Regions from separate parts of the Arachis hypogaea genome. Here region 2 is linked to region 1. Evidence: chromatin contacts called from public Hi-C data. All regions are on one chromosome and are shown on one strand. Each heading gives the region's core, a stretch centred on a gene start, on an enhancer-like site or on the middle of the called end of the contact. The rest is flanking DNA. Distances are from core to core; before and after follow the strand shown.

Evidence for each region. A called contact is a pair of places that touch in the nucleus more often than the background predicts.
Region 2: a contact with region 1 is called in a Hi-C map of an unstated tissue, with 4 times the contacts expected there. The contact joins the promoter of LOC112750763 here to the promoter of LOC112750756 in region 1. A contact is called at or near these places in 2 of 8 Hi-C or Micro-C datasets (leaf and an unstated tissue).

What each region holds. Positions count from the first base shown.
Region 1 is chr15:133,085,227-133,088,383 of arahy.Tifrunner.gnm2.J5K5, reverse strand. It overlaps LOC112750756 (ribonucleases P/MRP protein subunit POP1), which reads right to left and starts at 1,775. Exons shown (of 9, transcript XM_072216816.1): 1 at 1,323-1,775.
Region 2 is chr15:133,364,809-133,367,903 of arahy.Tifrunner.gnm2.J5K5, reverse strand. It overlaps LOC112750763 (RING-H2 finger protein ATL46), which reads right to left and starts at 1,593. Exons shown (of 2, transcript XM_025799606.3): 1 at 1-1,593. The coding sequence starts at 887.

The sequences.
Region 1 (3,157 bases), core at 526-3,025:
ACAGAGGTGAATTTGTCTGAATTTGCCCCACATATCAAGGGAGAGAGCCTTATCTGGCCTTCGAACCTACAAGATGTTAAGCACAGCTGTCCATATAAAAGATTTGACCTTAGAAGGCGCTTTGGATTTTCAAATAAGTTTATCCAGGTAGAAGGAAGTTGTATTGGCAGAACGAGTAAGAAATTGGAAGAAAGATTTACAACTAAGACTAACAGAGTTTTCAATAGACCAAATCCTTTTATCAGGGATAGGTGACAAAGAAAAACCATCAGAACTCAGAAGTTCCACGGATTCCCTATCATTAAGGCTACGAAAGAAATGGAAGTCCCAAGAGAAAGTGGAGCCTTGTGTAATGTAAAAGGATTGAATAGGAGAATTATGCATGGAAGACAGAAGATAAAGAATGACCATATTTGACCATGAAAAACTACCAACACATGTATCTTAGAGCTTAACTAAGTCCAAATTTTGTCTATGCCCCAACTATGCTCATAATGGGAATAAGGTGTCAAGGACATTAACAAGAAGGAAATTGAATAGGAAACAAGGGAACAAAAAATGAAAAATAAAGGGAAAAATAATTGGCCCAACGTACATGGCTCCCACCTGATGGGGACGTATGCATCTGGAAAGGCTGTTTCTAGAATGTGAAAAGTGTGACCTCCACTTTACAAAGCAACAACCTACTGCTGTGCGTGTCTCGCCCTCTTAAAAGGTATTAGTGTTTGTTCTATTAGACAACAATGATCGCATTTTTATAACTTCGTTCAAATAATAGTTGTACCCGTACGGAACTCTTCTGTTTCTCAGTATGATCTCTATCATCATCTCTATTCCCTTTATCCATTCTCCTATCATACCTAGGTCTATGAATTTCTCTATCAATTCCATTACCCTTACCCATGAGGTTCCAACATTTGATCCTTAATTTGCCTAGGAGTTTTTCCCGGGCATCCTCCAAAATAATGGGATTATACATCCCAACTCTATCCCTTGGAAATAAAAAGGTAGCACCAAAGAAAGGAAAAAGTGAGATGGAAAAGTAAATTACTTTGTCTGTCCAGCATGGATTTACCAAATTGACCACCAATGTCAATTTCCGAGATAAAATTGGTCCATTAGTGTCTTTTGTCAACATCAAATTAGTCCTAACAAAGAATGATTTGATGTCAAACATGACATTAACAGACAGCTTTTTAAGAACTAAACTTGTATTCTGAAAAAAAAAATGTTTGCTTAAAAGTGAAAGACACAAATATAACAGGAAATGAACAAGCTTCCAAGTTCCAACATTGGAGCATCATCATAAATGACCTACCTACCTTGAAGTGCTAGAGGAAGGTAATAACCCCAGAGTTTTGTCATGGTAAACTGCTTAGTGTGCCAAACATGAGTTCTGAGCCTCTTGATTCCATCGCCAGAAGTAGAAAACCCACTATCAAAGTTCATCTTAAGTTCATATCTCCGGCGCATGCGCCGACTTGGAAGCTTCTTTATCTCATCCTTTCCTAAAAAGTAATTCAACACCACAAGTTTTATTATGTACTGTTCCCAGCTTTTGCCTCTTTCTTCTTGTCCCAGCTTTGCTATTAAAAGAACTCGTTCGTCTTCTCTTGTTTCTTTGACTCCTATAATCACCCTTTATTCTGTCAGCTATAACAGATTGAAGACTCTCAAGCTCATAGGCTCTAGATTCTGCAAACTTCTGCACATTGATTTTGCGAGTTGCCATATCTGCAGAAAATTTAGGTCCTTCAGTTCCTTCAGTAACCATCCTAACAAAATAAGTAGGAAAAAAGATATCACTTCATGATGAAATTGGTATTAAAGACTCTTTAGAAAACAAACAAACAAACAAATAAATAAAAAGTGCAACAATGTGTGTACCTTGGGAACAAGAGTAAAACAGTGAAAGGTTTAAAAAATGAAAAACAGCAACAGTGGTCGCAAGCGGTGGCAGGAGCATCAGGGATGCTCGTTTGGGCTATAGAACAAGAAGGGAAGAAAAGGAAAAAGGGGTTTAGACTTTAGATATATGGTCCCATAAAAACATTTACAAAATGAACCGGTGCTCTATGTCTTGATATTCACCAAACAGTCCCAAAACTGTTTAGATTCATGTTGCCTACGACCCTAATTTTTCCAGTTATCTAAAAATAATGTTCTATTTCTTTTGATTAACAAAAATTCACTTTTATTATTGTATTCGAGGTTCAAAGAACTGGACCATGCATCAGACCAGTCAAATTAAGGGATCCAATGGTGTGCATGGGTTGGGTGAAACCAAGTTTGCTTTAATCCGGACCACAGTTACATGAATTCACCAATTAGGTGACGCACCGCGTACCAATTCACAACTCATATTTACCGAAATGCCACAAGTATACTTTTCACAAAATATGTTACAAGTGGTGTACGGTGTACCACATAGGCATACCCGTTCTCATACCAGAATGTATGCACTATGATCCAGACCCAGCCCTAAATTTTGACTGGACCAATTTTTTAGACTCTTACCAAAAGCCGAACAAATCTCATCCTTTTCGGATCACAATAAGACCAGGTCTAGATCGGGTTTATATCGGGTCTAGAAGATGATGCCTAAACTAAAAAAAAAAATTAAGATGGCAAAATCCCAAGCATTTAATCCTACGCCAAAGTCTGGAACCTTGAAATCTCCAACAGCAACTATTCCATAACATGGGAAAATTCACCTAGAAAACATATAGCAAGTAGATGCCAAAGGTCGGAATTAAAGCATAATAGTCACTAATTATATAAGTCTAAAATTAAAGCATAATGACCATTAATTTGTGGTGCAATAGAACTAGTAGGCAGTCAAGAACAATAAAGAACAAAATTGGTAACCAACACAACAATAAAGAACAATCATAGCAGAACCATAATCAAGACAAGATCATAAACTATGTAAACAGTTAAACATTACTGAGCACTAGTAAGCAGTAAGAAGTACAAATTATTTGCACACAATAAGCAATGAAGCATAATAAATAAATCAATAAATAAATCAATAACAGAGAAATCAATATCTCTAAAAAATATCTTCTTGAGCACATATAATCAACCATTAAGATATATTCAATATTTCTTTTCAGTTAAGATCAAAAAATAAAAAAATACAGAGGGCCTACCTGCA
Region 2 (3,095 bases), core at 344-2,843, 280 kb before region 1:
AAACACCTTCTTGCATCCAAATTACTGCTACTTGTCTCTCCTACTACTCCACCCTCCTCACCAGTCTCCACATCCATCTTCCGGAATTTACCGAGCCTTACGGGGAAAATTCCCCTTTTCTCATCATTGATTTCTTCAACCACAACTTTCTTCTGCCTATTTGTACATCCATTTTCACCATCACAAGGCCACCCTTCATCTTCCCTCAAATCATCAAAATCAAACATTGGATTCTCCATCGAAAACCCCGGAGTAAGGAGTGTCCCTCTACAAAGAGGGCAAGTGGAATTCGAAAGAAGCCATGTGTCTATACAACTTATGTGAAACGCGTGGCTGCACATAGGCAACAACCTGAGGTTATCCTTCTCAGAAAACTCACACAGACAAACAGCACAATCAAATGGCTCCTTCAGCCCCACAATCTCCTTATACTGAAAAACCGGAAGCGCGTCGATGAAGGCCTGATCCAAACCAGAATCATGCAGATGGAAAAGCTGCTGTAATTGTCTTTGTAGTGCATCAGAGGTTGAAATCTCGTGGTTTCTATTAGATTGAGCAGATGCAGATGAAGAAGGGTGCTTCATGAGAAATCTAACAAGCAGATGGAGGACACCAGAGATGAAGAATAAAACTGCAAGAATTACTATGATGAAAAGAACAGCAGGACTAATCCTAGTACCAGAAGATGGTGATGAAGATGAAGATGAAGATGAAGATGAAGCTGAAGAAGATGTTGAAGGTGTGGACAAATATGGTGGCGGTAATAGTGGTGGTAGTGGTGGTGGTGGAGGGTAGTAGTAGCTCAAGTAACCATCTTTTTGTTGAATATGGTGGTGAATCCTTGCCATCTTCAAATGGGTGTGCTCAAAAATCCAATTTTGGTGCATGCTTTGATCTGACACACCCCCCCAAATTCCCACACAGATCACAAAGCCCCACCCATAAATAAAGATATGCAATTTAAAGTCTCAAATTCAACCCAACATAAATCCTAGTCACATTTTGACACTATAATAATAATAATAATAATAATACAACAAAAGTTCCCCTAACGAGCTTGCAGCTTTAGGCACTCAGATTCCAAAGAGGCAATAATACAAACATGTATCGTACAGGATTTACAAATCTTTATTATATATATCTGGTGAACGAATCATTTCAGACTGAAGTAACATACAAAAAGTATATATTGATAGACTAATTATAAGACATAAAATTGTATATATAGAATTTTTTTAACTGAAACTCACCCAACAACTGGTGTGTTATAGTTTCAGTTAAAGATGTTGAAGACTTGAAGTTCTAAAAGCGAACTAAGCTATAATGAACTCCATTGGTTCCTTTCCATGCTTTCAAGGTAGCTGAGGAAAAAAAAACCTATGAGAAGGAAGGAATTAAATAAAAAAGTGGACTTTGAGACTCGTTCTCTTGGCTATTATGTGTTTGTCTGTGTGTGATCTAGAAACAATAGAAGGAAAGTGGGGTTTGTGGGAAGAAGGGAAAGAATCCCAAGAGTGAAAGGGTAGCACGGGAAACAGTTCCCAAAGTGAAAGGAGGGTAAAGAAAAGTAATTCTATTAAACGCACTTATTTTTCTCCGCACTTGCCATGGCAGCGCGTGGACCTCATTTTGGAGTTTTTCACCAACAGGATAAGACATTTGAGTAAACAATTTAATTAAATTTTTTTTTAAAAAGATAATTTAAATAATAAATAATTATATTAAAAATGGTTTATAAATAAGTTATTTTATGTTTAGATTTTTAGTTCTAAAAATATTTATTTTATAAAAAAAATAGTATTATGAAAGAAGTTATTTTTTTAACTTTTTTATAGGCTTTTAAATAACTTCTTAAAAAGTTGTAATTTAGTTTTAAAATTTGAAACAAACATTAATATTATTATTTTTTATAAGTCAAAAATTCAAAAAAATTACTTTTGAAACTTTTCAAACGGACCCTAAATGTGTTAGGCTCATTTTTTTGGATACGAAGGTTTTATGTATGTTGTGTGTTTTGTTATGAAGTTTAGGTGCGTTAGACATTGATGTGATTGGTACGTTCTAAAATTTACAAAGTTGGTACATAAATTAGATCGTCTAATTTGTGTGAGGCTGAAATTTTGAATTGGCATGGTGCTAATTGGACCGTCGGATCACAATAATTATTAAATTTTTTATTTTGTGATAGAGCAAATCGGACCGTCTTGCCTTAAAAAAATTATTTTAAATTGCTAAATGAAAATCAGACTAACCGATTTGTTTGGATATATATAAAACAACCCGTTCCCCAGTTATCATATCTTTCTTTTTCTTCTTGTTTTTCTTCTTCCCTCAGCTCCCTCGAGAGTTCTCTCCTTCTCTAGTTGTATTTTTCTTTGTGTTTCAAAAAATTACAATAAAATTCATTTTGAAGTGAGAAAAAAAAAAGATGATAGAGTTGTGTTAAAAATATATTAGAATAAAGTGATAATTTGATCCTCGAAAATTTTGACCTAGGACTAATTTGTACTTGAAGAAAAAAAAAATTTTCAATTAAGTCTTCTATGATAATAAACGGTGGACATGTATGTCCTTCCGTCAATGGATAGTGCAAAATAAAATAGAGTTGTTCATATATTTTATTATCTACAGTAGTGAATGTCCTATTGCTATCACATGAGCATGGAAGCAATGTAGTTTTGGACAATGAAACATTCATTATCTTGAGTTTTCATATAACATTCATAAACTATTCTCCATTTATAACGAATCTTGCTAAAACAGGTGAAATTTTGCTCTAAAAGTTATTATCTACATAACAATCTTTCATAAATAGACACGTCATAGTAGTTAATGGTATATATAAGCACTGTCGTTAAATTTTACGTGATAAATTGATAGAAGGACATAACGTGTCCACTATTTGCTATCGTGGAGGACTAAATTAGTACTTTTTTTTCTTAAGGGGCTAATTAGTCTGAACTCGAAATCTTCAAAAACCTAATTTTCACTTTACTCTTTTTGTTTATGATCAGATTTTGTTATAATCATCTGAAGGAGTGAAATTTTTATGTGAGAGTCTGTTAGATATTGTTATTCCATTCACAATCTCATTT